Linked DNA regions of Zea mays: region 1 is linked to region 2. The links are chromatin contacts, called in public Hi-C maps. All regions are on one chromosome and are shown on one strand. Each heading gives the region's core, a stretch centred on a gene start, on an enhancer-like site or on the middle of the called end of the contact. The rest is flanking DNA. Distances are from core to core; before and after follow the strand shown. Region 1 holds the start of LOC100191719 (putative RING/U-box superfamily protein). Region 2 holds the start of LOC103635071 (E3 ubiquitin-protein ligase EL5).

Evidence for each region. A called contact is a pair of places that touch in the nucleus more often than the background predicts.
Region 1: a Hi-C map of bundle sheath shows a contact between it and region 2, with 2.9 times the contacts expected there. The contact joins the promoter of LOC100191719 here to the promoter of LOC103635071 in region 2. A contact is called at or near these places in 6 of 25 Hi-C or Micro-C datasets (bundle sheath, ear, endosperm and 2 more).

The regions. Positions count from the first base shown.
Region 1 is chr8:36,783,743-36,790,231 of Zm-B73-REFERENCE-NAM-5.0, forward strand. LOC100191719 (putative RING/U-box superfamily protein) reads left to right here and starts at 5,143. Exons shown (of 1, transcript NM_001137148.1): 1 at 5,143-6,489. The coding sequence starts at 5,509.
Region 2 is chr8:36,605,030-36,611,993 of Zm-B73-REFERENCE-NAM-5.0, forward strand. It overlaps LOC103635071 (E3 ubiquitin-protein ligase EL5), which reads left to right and starts at 3,198. Exons shown (of 1, transcript XM_008657626.4): 1 at 3,198-4,193. The coding sequence starts at 3,294. The coding sequence ends at 4,049.

The DNA of each region.
Region 1 (6,489 bases), core at 3,893-6,392, 180 kb after region 2:
CACAAAGAAGGGGGCTCAACGACTAACGGGAAGACTTGCATCTCTGAATCGATTCATATCTAGATCAGCAGAGAGAAATTTACCATTTTTTGAAGTGCTGAAGTCAGCCAAAGTTTTTCAATGGGGATCAGTCCAGCAGAAAGCCTTCGACGAGCTGAAGCAGTATTTGATAGATCTAACGACATTAACTCCACCAGCGCCAGGGGCTCCTCTGTTGTTATATGTCGCAGCTTTGCACTCAGCGGTAAGTGCGACATTTGTCTAAGAGAAGCTTGAAGGGCAAACCAAAAAGCAAGCCCCAATATACTTCGTCTCCGAAGTCCTTAGTTTATCAAAGAAAAACTATACAGAATTGGAGAAGGTGTTGTATGCTGTTTTGATGGCTTCCAGGAAACTTCAACATTGTTTTCAAGCATACCATATAATTGTTCCTTCTTCACAGCCTTTGAAGGATATTATGAGAAATAGAGAAGCTACTGGAAGGATTGGAAAGTGGGCTGCGGAACTCAATGAGTTCTGCATTGATTATGTGCATAGATCTTCGATTCAGTCCTAGGCGTTAGCAGACTTCATTGCTGAATGGACGCCAGGGGCTCAGGAAGAAGAAGCAAGTAAAGATGCCGAAGCCTGGACAGTATTCTACGACGGTTCTTGGGGAACCTTCGGGGCAAGTGCGGCTGCCGTCTTAATTGCACCTTCCAAAGTCAGAACATGCTACGCAGTGAAACTTGATTTTAGTTGTACAAATAATATTGCTGAATACGAAGCTTTGCTTTTGGGTCTTCGGAAGTTGAAAGCAATGGGGATAAGAAGGGCGGTCCTCAAAACTGATTCCCAAGTTATTTCTGGCCATGTTGACAAAAGTTGCAAAGCAAGAGATCCGAAGCTTGAAAAATATTTGGATACAGTTTGAAGACTTGAAGCCTCCTTCGAAGGGTTTTCTGTTAAGAATATTCCATGAGGAGAAAATGAACACGCTGATCTACTAGCCAAGTCAGCGGCACAGGGGCTGCCATTACCTTCGGAAGTTTTCTTTGAAACAATAAAAGCACCTTCGGTTGACCTTCTTGAAAGAGCAGTGCTCAATATATCTCCTGTTTATAGCGAAGATTGGAGAACTGAGATCATGTCTTTTCTCCAGGGCAATTTCCTTTCACATAACGAAGCTTATCAAAAGAGAATAGTGGCAAGAGCCCGTCCATATGTAATAATAGAAGGTGAGTTATACAAGCATGGAGTCTGTTCTCCATTACTCAAATGTCTATCCAGAACTGAAGGTATAGAGCTGATGAAAGAAATGCATGCAGGCCTGTGTGGATCTCACATCGGATCCAGGCCTTTGTTGGGTAAAGTTTTTCGTCAAGGATTCTATTGGCCGAAGGCAGCTTCGGATGCAGCAGAATTAGTCCAAAAATGCGCCCACTTCCACCAGCACAAGGGAATTTAAGATATGTTGTAGTGGCAGTGGAATATTTTTCTAAATGGATTGAGGCGAAGCCTTTAGCCATAATAACTTCGATCACTGTTCAAAAGTTTTTTTGGCAAAATATTGTGTGTCGCTTCGGAGTCCGAAGGCCATTACCGTGGACAATGGAACGCTGTTTGATGCCGAAGCTTTCAGAGTGTTTTGTGAACAAATTGGCACGAAGCTCCATTTTGCATCAGTTCGGCATCCGGAGTCAAATGGACTTGTCGAAAGAGCTAATGGCATTATAATGACAGGAATAATGAAGTTAATCTTCAACCAGCCCAGGGGGAAGTGGCCGGACGAATTAATCAAAGTGGTGTGGAGCCACAACACAACAATATTAAGGTCAACAGGTTTTACACCATTCAAATTGCTGTTTGGTGAAGAAGCAATAACCCCAGAAGAAGCTAAAGCGGGATCAATAAGAACAGTGGCTTCGGCAGAAGACGAAGCTGATTATTCTATGGCAAAAGATGCTATAGAAGGGATCAGGCTTCAGGCTGTAGAGAATATCAATAAATATCAAGCCGAAACAATAAAATGGCGTGACAGAAAGGTTCGATTGAAAAATATTAAGCCAGGACACTTGGTACTTCAGAGAGTTGCCAACCCAGACACAGTAGGCAAGCTACAGTTGAAATGGGAAGGGTCTTTCCTGATAGTATCTTCGTCAAGACCCGATTCCTACAAGCTGAAGGATATGGACGGCAGCGACATTCCTAGATCTTGGAATGCGGATGAGCTTCGGCGGTATTATGTGTAACCTGATGTAATCTTTTTTATTCTTTCTTATGGCACCCTTTTCCTTTCCAAAGGGGGAGAAAGGTTTTTAATGGGGCCATAGCATGTAATTTCTCTTTTTCTTATATCAGCTCTATAAGAGCAGTATCCCCCGAAGATGTAAATGTAAAAACTGGGCATGCACCATCGAGTGCAACGATAAAAAGAAAAAACACAAAGAAGCTCGAAAGACGTCTCTAAGGGGATGAAGAGCACGACGAAGCTGCAAAAAGCCGTTCCTAAGGGAGCGCAGCGTAAGTTTTCTGCTCAAAAGTCGTTCCTAAGGGAATGCAGAGCTTACAGCGAAAGGTCAATGCTGATTCCGCCGAAATAAAAGGCGAAGAAGCTCCTGAGGGAGGCTTACAGCGAAAAGTCAACGCTGATTCCGCCGAAATAAAAGGCGAAGAAGCTCCTAAGGGAGGCTTACAGCGAAAAGTCAGCGCTGATACACCGAAAAATAAGCGGTGAAGCCGAAAAATAAACGGCAAAGATTTGTTATTATGGTTTCATATGTGTCTTCGAACATTCATTTGCACGATACATTACATCATATATTTGCATTCATAAACATTCACTTAGACATACATAGGATCATCATCATCATAACATACAAACTTGCTTCGGCTTCGAAAGAGAAGGCTTCAGAAAAAAGAGAAAAAGAGGCAATTTTATGCTTCGCTGTGTACGCAAAGAAGGGAAGGTGTTTTTCGCCTATGGCTCAAAAGTATTAATTTCGTCCACACCAAAGCATTTCATACATGGATGGAAAAGTAAGATTATATTACAAAGTGAAATTCAATTACATCATACTTTATACAAGTTATCACAAAAGTTTTTTGAGCTATTTTTACAGACTATTCGAGCTTCGACAGCAACTCTGGAGCTTCTTCCTTTTATTCTGCAGCTTCAGCTTCGGCTTGGTCAACCTGTATGTAAGTATTATAAGCTAAATTCAAAATTCAAAGGAAAGGGTAATCATAAGGTATAATATTGTTACCAGCTTAAGGTGGTCTCGGGCTTCATCACCAGCTTTCTCTCGCCCACCCTTTGTCCATATCACCTTTATAAATTTATTCGCAATGCTTCGGGCGAGGTTAGGAATATCATCTAGAATTGCTGGTGATAGGCTGAAATTGGGTCTGTTGATAATTTATCTGTGCTCACAGCCAAATTTTAGGAACGCAGCAGCGGTGCCCCGAGAAGCTACTAGGGCATAAAAGTCACCGTGTCCAGCAATAACATCATCGAGGTCATCAATCTCACCTTCGATGTGTTCGAAGGCTCCTGGTAGATCTTCAGCCGAAGGAATAAATTTTTCACTACTGGCCCCGACTGAATAAAACACCTTCTTCAGTCGTTGAACACATTGATTGCTGAATTTCAAACATTTGTTCTGAAGGTCTATCAATGATTTTTTCAAAACTAAACCATTCTGGATTTCAGCCTCAAGTTTTTCATTAAGCTTTAGCTTTTCTTGTTTGAAACCTTCTGACTGATAGAGAAGCTTCGTATTCAGTTCTGTTATTTTAGCTTCGGCTTCTGCTAGTAAACCTTCAGTTGTTTGGAGTTCGAACTTTTTTTCTCAAAAGCAGTTGTTTGATCTTTTATTTTGTTTTCTAAGTTTTCAATTATAACCTCGTGCTTTTTGTCTTCTAAATCCTGTTGCATCCTCAAAGCTTTGCTCAATAGCATACTCTGTACACGAATGTTGGGGCGAAGGCAAAGACGCCACCCTTCGCTCGATGCCTTCGCCGTAATCGCTGGACCAACGGAGACAAGACAACGGGCAGGCTCACCCTTCGTCCCATACGTCACCGGACGAAGACCTGTGACAAGGTCGTCTCATCTTGCGACCTCGTCCAGCATGGAGGCCCACGTGTGATCCGGCCCATTGTAACAGGCCCTGCATGGCCGCTGCGCATTACGGGTCTAATTTGTAAAGGCATCTCTGTAATTACGGTCTGTAACCCCGCTTTATGGGAATATTCCGGGGATAACCTAGGTGTCTGAGGGCACATACGTCCTTAACACAGGACGCTGGGCACTCAGATACCTATAAATACCTCCACACAGTGCCCTTGAGAGGCTAGATTAACAGAGCTTTTGCCATCTCGTGCGAGAACCCTGTTTATATCACTACACACCCCCGTTGGATCCCCTTGCACGAGATAGCAAGTGATTTGGAGAGATCAATTGGAGAGGAAATCTCTGAGGGCTGATTTAAGGCTTGTTCGGTTCTACCCCAATCCATATGGATTGAGGGGGATTAAGGGGGTTTTAATCCCTAGTAAGTCAAAATCTTCTCCAATCCATATCAATCCCCTCCAATCCATATGGATTGAAAATAACCGAACAAGCCCTTAGTGGTAAGGGATCCCAAGGGGATTCATGGGAGAAAAATCCCCTTGCAATTCAATTTTGAATAACAAGGGGATTCCTCCCCATGGATCCCCTTGGGATCCCTTAGCATCAAATCAACCCTAAGGGTTTGTTCGGTTATTCCTATATCACATGGATTGAATATGATTAAAAAAATTAGTAGAGATTTTGACTTACTATGGATTGAAATTCATCCAATCCCCTTAAATCCAATGGATTAAGAGAAAACGAACATCACCTAATGTCTTGTTCGTTTCTGTCGGATTGCACCCGGAATCGTTCCAGCTAATCAAAGTTTATATAAATTAGAGAAGCAATCCGGTCAGGAATCGTTCCGACCCACCAATCCGACAGAAACGAACAAGGCCTAAAAGATTTCTTTTCTAATGGATCCCTTTAAATCTCGAGACACAAACCATCCCTTCAAGGATAAAAATGACATGAGTTCCCGTTTTGCTCCCGAGTTCTCTCTCACGTCCATCCCTCTCTCTCGTCTCGTTCTTTAGCAGGGCCGGCTGGAGCGCCCACTCCTCCCTCCAGCCCGGCCCCAGCCGCGCCGCCGCGCCGGTCGTAGACCCAACGCCCGCCGCCCAGCCCAGCGCGCCCTCCGGCCGTGAGGCGGAGAGGATCGGGCGGGCCTCGGGGCGAGCGCCACGCGTAGACGGCGGTTGAGGAGCCTGAGAAAACAACGGTCCTCCTTCAAGATCCTGGTGGGTCGCGCCCTGCGCCGCGAAATTCCCTGATGTCTATGCATGTTCATCTTAAAGATTCGATTTTGTTGACCCTTTTGATCCGACGCAGATCCCTACGCGCAGGCGTAGGAGATTGTATTCCGTCTGATTAATCGGCGGAGAGCAAGCGGGTGTTGCGGCTGCGCGAGCATGGCGGGCGAGGAGGCTGCGGAGGGCAGCGGAACCAGGAGGCACATGGATCTAAACCTGTATCTCGGCCTCCCTCCATTGCCGCGGCCTCCAGTCTGGCTGGACCCGACGTTGATGCCCAACTTGACCGGTGCTGCGCCAGAATCCTCAATAACTGGTGAGCCTGAGGAATCGTTGGCCCTGGGGGCGGCAGCCTATTCTCCGTCGAATGCACTTTCCACCCCGGAGGAGCACCCAATGCTTGATCCCATAGTTTATTCCTGGCTCGACGGCAACAGGACCGATGGTGAAGAGGACACTGATGCTCCTGAGCCGGGGCCAGTGGATGGTGCCAATGTCTCTAGGTCGCAGCTTGTGGTAGCTGCCACAGGATTGGAAGGGGATGATGATCTTCCTCTAGTAAGGTTTGTGCGCCCTAGCCAGATGGTTGTTGCTGGTGGAATGGAGACGGTGAACACAAGTATACTTCAGCAGTCCATTCAAAGGGCTGCTGCAATTGAGGCCAGGACTCCTGAACTCCGCTTTCAGAGGGTGATACAGATTAGCCAGCAGCATAGAATTGTGAGGCCAGCATCAGTGAACCGCAGTCAAGGGGCAGCTAGTACAGATGCGGATAGGCTTGTCTGGGCAATCCAGCGCACTCATAACTCTTTAGAAGCAACAAGGCGGCAAAAACTAGATGACAACAACTTGTGTGGAAACGGTTCTGCTAAGAAGGATGAGTCCTGTGACTGCAACTCCAGCTTTGAGTGCAATATCTGTCTTGACCCAGCTAAACAGCCTGTGGTTACACCCTGCGGTCACCTCTTCTGTTGGCCATGCTTGTACCAGTGGCTTCATGCACATTCACCCCACTCTGAGTGCCCTGTATGCAAGGGTGAGGTGCTAGAACTGAATGTCACTCCGATATATGGAAGAGGCGGTGAAGAAGGGAATTCCACCAACCCTGACTTCCCACCTAGGCCACGAGCAAACAGAAGG
Region 2 (6,964 bases), core at 1,948-4,447:
GATGACCTGGAGAACATAAATCAAAGATATGACATTAACTACTACACATTATCAAAGTATAACCCCTTGTTAAGGCTACAACAACACCACAATACACACACATACATGATAAGGAAGTACATAACACATTATATCTCTAAAGTTTGGGTCACTTGTCCTCTATTCACGATAAGAAAGTATAGAACACATAATATGTCTAAGTTTGGGTCACTTATCCTCGATTCACCATATCATCTAACTATGGAAAGAAAAAGAGCAACCAATCACACATCCATACATGAGAACAACTTTAATCTGCTATTGTTTTTTAACCATGGGAAATCTTTTTGGTATATATGAGCTGAAACATCCATCGGAAAAGGACAATAAACCTGCAGATACTTCTACTGACAAGACTGTCACAAGTATGTTTCTGTTTTTATAGATAAATATAAATTAATAGCTGGAAGGTCGGCATCATCCAAGCAGTCCATTATGGCATAGCAACAGAGCATATGGGCTTCAATGACAAAAAATACAAGTGCCAAGAAGTATCTCAAAATCTCGTGTGAAATTAGAGCATGGTAGCCTATGCAAACATAAGTACAAATAGAGTTCTGAACTGAAATCAATAAATGCATCATCAAATGCAAAAGAAAAATGGTTCCTAAAATATCAAGACAATTCTGAAAATCGCCCCAAGGGAGGATATGCCACTCTGTGCTATCTATGCGGTCGCTTTTGATCCATCAAAAGCATGTGACTGACGATGATCCCTGAACAAAGCCACGAAAATGATAGGAATGAGGGCAGGCATACCTCACCACTTTTTTTGGAAGGGGAGCTCGCCGGAGGGGATGGAGAAGCCTCGTCGATGGTACTACCTCGTAGACCTGCAAAGAGAGAGAAGAGGTGAGGAACTAAAGGTAGAGAGGATCCATGCGGCTAGTGGAGGGACAACTCTAGTTTCCATGTCGACGGTGATGGTGGCCATCTCCATCCCTAGCACCCACTCTCCTGCTCCCGGTGATCTGGTTCACCATTGTGCACCTCGCCGTATTCCCCCTGTGCTTCCAGGGATCGTCCAGGTGCGCGTCGACGTCCACGGGTCCGTGGAGAACCACCGCGCGTGCGGACGCACCGTCCCCAACAACAGGAGAAGGAAAGGTGAGGTGCGCGCGTGAAGAGCTCCTGCGTCGAGCGCAGTGGATCCATGGAGGAGGGCGACGCACGCGAAGAGCTCCTGCGCCGAGCGCAGTGGATCCATGGAGGAGGGCGACGACGGGCGGGCGGAGGGGACGAGAAGAGTGGATCCTGCACCGTGCACCGTGGATCCGCGGGAGGAGGATGACGGGGGGCGGACGGGCGGGCGGGTGGGGGTGCCTCCTCCACGTCGCGCGCAGTCGCTACCGCCCGCCGCAAGCAGAGCTAGGGTTTCGACTGGGAGTCCGTGGAGGGGCGGTGCAGATGAGGCGGGCGGTTGGTGCGGGGTGGGGAGGGGGAGGGGGCGGGCACGGCTGGATCTTGCGTGGACAGGGAAGGGGCGCGTGCGGTTGGATGACATAGACAATAGAAACGGACGGTCCAGATAGATGAGAGGCAGAACGACAGAACGAGGGGAGGCAGACTATTATTGCTTACTTAATAAGTAGTAGAGATATATTCAAAAACAGAACAATCTCACAATTATATTAAAAAAATCAATGCATACTTTTTTTAAAAAAGTATTATTTTAACAATTCTTTATTATTTTTGAAAATAAGGCTTTTCTCACAAATTGAATTTGCAAACCAAATCAACCGAAATATATGCCTCGACATGAATACATTAAAACACTTGATAAATTCGATTCATACAAAAAATGTGTAATTTGTTTCTATTACCATATTCATTATTTGAAAACGTAAATATTTATCCTTTCTATTGAAAATTAGTAATTCAAATAAGGTTGTTTTCATTTACTGGATTTAGGGTGTTACAGTCCATTGGTAGTTAAGTTGTTGCTTGCTCTCCACCTTTGTATAGTCCCTCAAGAAACCATTTACTTGCTACCTTCGCCTTATCTAGTCATCCTCAAGTCAATCCTTGTCTCATGTGAATATTAAGCATTTGTTTAATGTCATTTCTTCAATAACATGATTCTTCTTGAATATTTTCTTTTATTTCACGTTTGAGATCAATCAAGCTTCTACAGTGCCTTTCGCTTGAGGTACTATGACCTTGATCAACTTTAGCTTTTCTTGGTTATGAATACCATCCATATGATCATGTACTCGATCATCATTACGATTCCCTTTGATTCACGCATTTGACATATAAATAACCATGCCAAGTCATTTTCGAACCGTTTATCGTATACAAGCAAGCTGATATTGAGAACATATTACACCCATTATATCTTGTCTCTTTGCAATTTGATCTCTTCTTGTCCTTTATTCACACTTGATTCATAGTTTCATCTTGACCAATATCAATGAACTGTCAATTATAACCGGCTCTAGTGAATTCAATAACCACACAATAAACTGTATGTCTCGTTCAGCACACATGCACGTTTGGTACCAGTAGTTTTAAAATCGCTAAATAAAATTGTTTTGTTTTTAAAATGCCCTGCCCCTAAATATCTGTTCTTAGTTCAACACTCATATGCTTCTGCTTCGGTTAGAATATGAAGCCCGGAGGCCGGAGCCGACAGCCAGCCCACAGGTCACACTTAACGAACGCCGTGGCTGGCGTCGCGACAACGGGCGCCTCGCTTGAGCGAAGCTTCGCTGGTCGGGCCGACCACGCATCCACGGCCCCGCGCTGCATGTCGCCGTCTGGCCCAATTTTGCCGAGGTCCAAGTCGCGGCAAGCGACGACTTCGATGTTCCAGTGGGGGGTAGCTAAAGACAGCGACTTCCATTGTGAGGAGCAGAGGAGACGAGCGCGCAGTAACACCAGGTTGGTTGACGGCAATAGTCAACTCTACTCTTGACCATGCGCCTGGAACCGCTTGGCTGACGCATCACGGCCGTTCGTCTGTCCTCCTACGGCATACGGGCGGTCAGCCAGTCAGCCCGGGACCGGAGAACGGACATGGACTTCTGTGGTGCTGCCTCTCCGTTCTACAGCGTGCCCCAGACGTCCAGCCAGTGGTAGAACCCCAAGGCTGCCCTTCCATCTCCATCCCACTTTCCCGACGTACAGGGGTATTTCAGTCCTGGAATCACGTATAAGTAACTGCGCTCACGGAAATCGCAACGCTGCGGCTGCGGACACCCAAATCTTCCCCGAAACCACTCCTCAGCCCGGTGAGCGCTCGACCATCAGAAATGGGCGCCGGCGACGGCAATGGCACGCGCCCCAAGGCGAACGAGGTGACGATCTCGTGCGACGAGGGTCCCGGGCACGCGTTTCCGTTCCCCAAGCCGCACGCCCCCGACCCCGACCCACCGCAGGCGTCCGACCCGGCGAACTACGCCGTCGCTGGCAAGATACTCCTCGCCGCGGCGGGGGCGTTCGCGGGCGTGCTCCTGGCGCTCGTCGCGCTGCACCTCTACAGCAGCACCCGGCGCCGGCGCCTCGGCGCCGGCCAGCCGCGGCTGCTCCGGAGCTTGGCCATCGCCGGTGGCGACGAGGACCGCCGCGACGGCGACGGCGACGGCGCGGGGGCGCCTTCCCCCCGCGGCCTCGACTACGCAGTTCTCGCCGCGATACCAGTAGTGTCGATCGAAGCAGGCGCGGGGGCAGGGGACTGCGCGGTCTGCCTCGCGGAGCTCGAGTCGGGGGAGAAGGCCCGCGCGCTGCCGCGGTGCGGCCACCGCTTCCACGTCGAGTGCATCGACGCCTGGTTCCGTGGGAACGCCACATGCCCGCTCTGCCGCGCCGACGTCGTCGTGCCGCCGAGCGCTACCGCGCCAGCCGAGGGCGGGGCCCAGCCGGAGGTGCGCATAGACGTGGCAGGGGACGCCGTCGCCGCGCCGCCCAATGGCTTCAGGGTGGCGCCGGTGATGGGGAGGATGCATAGCGACCAGGATCTTGAGAAGGCGAGGCGGGTCTTTGCTTCCACCCGATTCTCTTCCTTCTGACAAGATCCATCGGCTCCCACGGTCACAGATCCTCGACCGTTTCGGAGTGCCATTCCACTGTGCATAGATTTGTTGGTGATGCCAGCTAATTTTGCAATGATTTGTAGTGTGATTTCTGCGAATGGACTCATGCACTTTTCTTTATCGGCCTTGAATCTTCGTCAGCCGTGGGAACTACTTGGTTCTTGGCACGTTTCTTATTACTAGAGAGTAGAGATACCAGCGAAAGACGTTCATCCGTAAGTATGAACAAAAACGAATCGCGTTAACTTTCGTCGGCGAGAGGCCCATACAAACCAGAGTGGCCAAAGCTAATTTTCGTCGACTACCTATTTGGCTGACGAAAATTAATTAATTTTAGCAGCCAAAACTAGATGTATTTTTATTTTCTCATATAAATCACATAAAATTCATCCATTTACAACACATAAAATGATTCATGTATTATTCTATTTACAACTCATACAATACCGACTGTTGGTGCCTATTTTGGACGCCAATCACTGCGTGACAACCGGCGGCAGTGCTCGCTGCACAGGCGCGGACGGTCCACGGCCACGGGCCGGACGGTCCGCGACCTGGAGCAGGGCTTAGGGTTTCCTGCCTACAGGCCGGACGGTCCGCGCGTGCGCAGGGGCGGCAGAAGTCGCCGGCGGCATCTGGATCTCGCTCCCGAGAGGGACCTTGTCGGGGAGGAGAGATCCTAGGTGTTGTCTAGGCTCAGCAGGCCGACCTAGACTCCTCTAATCGATGTAGAGCAATGATTTCAAGTCGCCTAGTCGCCTAGTCGAACCCTGGGACCGACTAGGCGACTAGTCACGATTAGGCGACGACTAGGGCGACTAGTCGACCCCTAGTCGGTCCTAGTCGGTCCCTGGTCGTTCTAGACTAGTAGTTATACTTATATAGGTATATATATAAATATACCTGCATACATTATATAAATTAGAACAAACAACTAGCATAAACAAAGTAACATGTTGCTTCGTTGTCTAGGGTTTAGGGGGAGAAGTGGGGGAGCAGGAGGGACCTTCAGATGACGTGCTCATCTCGTCACTAGTTTGCGGCCACCACCGGTTGGAGACTGCAGCAGGCAAGCAGGACTGCAGGAGAAGGGGCAGGGGACGCAGGGTGTTGTAGCCGCCGGTGTAGCCGCCGACAATCAGGAGTTTAGGACTGCAGGGGTTGTGCCAAGAGAGGAGAGGAGAGGAGACGTGCAGGTTGGAGACTGTTGGCGGCTAGCTTAGAGCAGGAGAGGAGAGTGTACTCTAAATTAGACTGTAGATGGGCTAAAAAAGGCCCAATAACTAAACCCTAGCCGGGACGACCAGGACACATAACTCGGATGACTAGTCGCCCTAGTCGATGATTAGTTGGACGACCAGGACGACTAGGTCTTCTAGTCGAGTCGTCCAGCAAATCGTGTCCTAATTGCCGACCAGCCCGACTAATCGCGATTAGTCGGACGACTTGAAATCATTGATGTAGAGTCGAATAGAAGCGGAGAATTTGGGGATTGGAAGACTAAACTAAAACTAGACTAGAACTACTTCTAAGATAAAACGTAAATTGTATTGTTTGTAGGTTCGATTGATGATTCCAAATCGGTCGTATTCCTCTATTTTTATAGAGGAGGGGGCTGGACCCGTTACAAACAAACTCCCCCGAGCTAATTCCGTGAATCTTGTCAACAAACACAACAAGAAACTCGGAACCCTAATCTGTTCTGCGCGCGCGGACCGTTCGGTCCACAGGCGCAGACCATCCAGACCGCGGACCGTCCGCCCCCAGGGTCGTACCATCCGACGACTCATTTTGGTGCTCAACATATGCCCCCTGCCTTTTGGTGGAGCTGAGCAAACCAAAAGAGACTTTACATCGGTTTTCTTAAGCATCTTGCCACATACTAGGATTGTACTGCTTGAAGAAACGCCCATTCAAAGCTTTGGGCAAATCTTTGCCTTGTAATGTTTGCAATAAATAGGCGTTATCAGATATTACCTATTTTAATTTGTATGGACCCTCCCAGCTTGGCGACCATTTCCCAAACTTTCGGACTTTGTTTCTTAGAGGCATGATGGTCTTCCACACCAGGTCCCCTACCTGAAATGACTTAGCTTTGACTTTCTTATTGTAGGCCTTGGCTACCATGATTTTATCCTTTTCTATTTCTCCTAAGGCTGTCACCCTCTTGTCAGTTACTTCATCAATATTATCCATCATTGAATTATAATAATCACCGATAGTTAGATCGTTTTGTCTGGTGAACCTGACAACATTTAAACTTATTTCCATAGGCAACACTGCTTCCTGCCCATAGACAAGCTCAAAAGGAGATACTTTAGTAGCACTGTGTTTAGATATTCTGTGAGCCCACAAAGCTTCGGACGAAACCCTATGCCAATGCTTAGGATTATCAGATATCTTCTTTTTTATCAAGTTCATCAATGTTCTATTACTAGACTCGGCCTGTCCATTGGCCTGAGCATAATATGGAGATGAATTGAGCAACTTAATTCTATATAATTCAGCAAACTCACGTACCTCCTTTGACATAAAAGAAGTCTCTTGATCTGTAGTCAAGGTCTGGGGAATGCCGAATCTATGAATAATATGTTCAGTTATGAACTCAATTACCTCCTTGTGCGTCATGTTCTTCAGAGCAACGGCTTCAGTCCACTTGGTAAAGTAGTTAGTGGCAACTAACATGAACCGATGCCCTTTTGATGATGAAACGCCAAGGCTTGATGATAGGATGTAATTCGGCTGTAGGGACCAACTGTAAGTCGCCGAATTTTTGACATACCTGGCATCCTTTGTAGTATTTGAAACAATTGGCTATCATGTTAGGCCAATAGAAAACAGACCTTCGTAACAACCACTTCATCTTTGGAGCCGATTGATGGGTACCACAA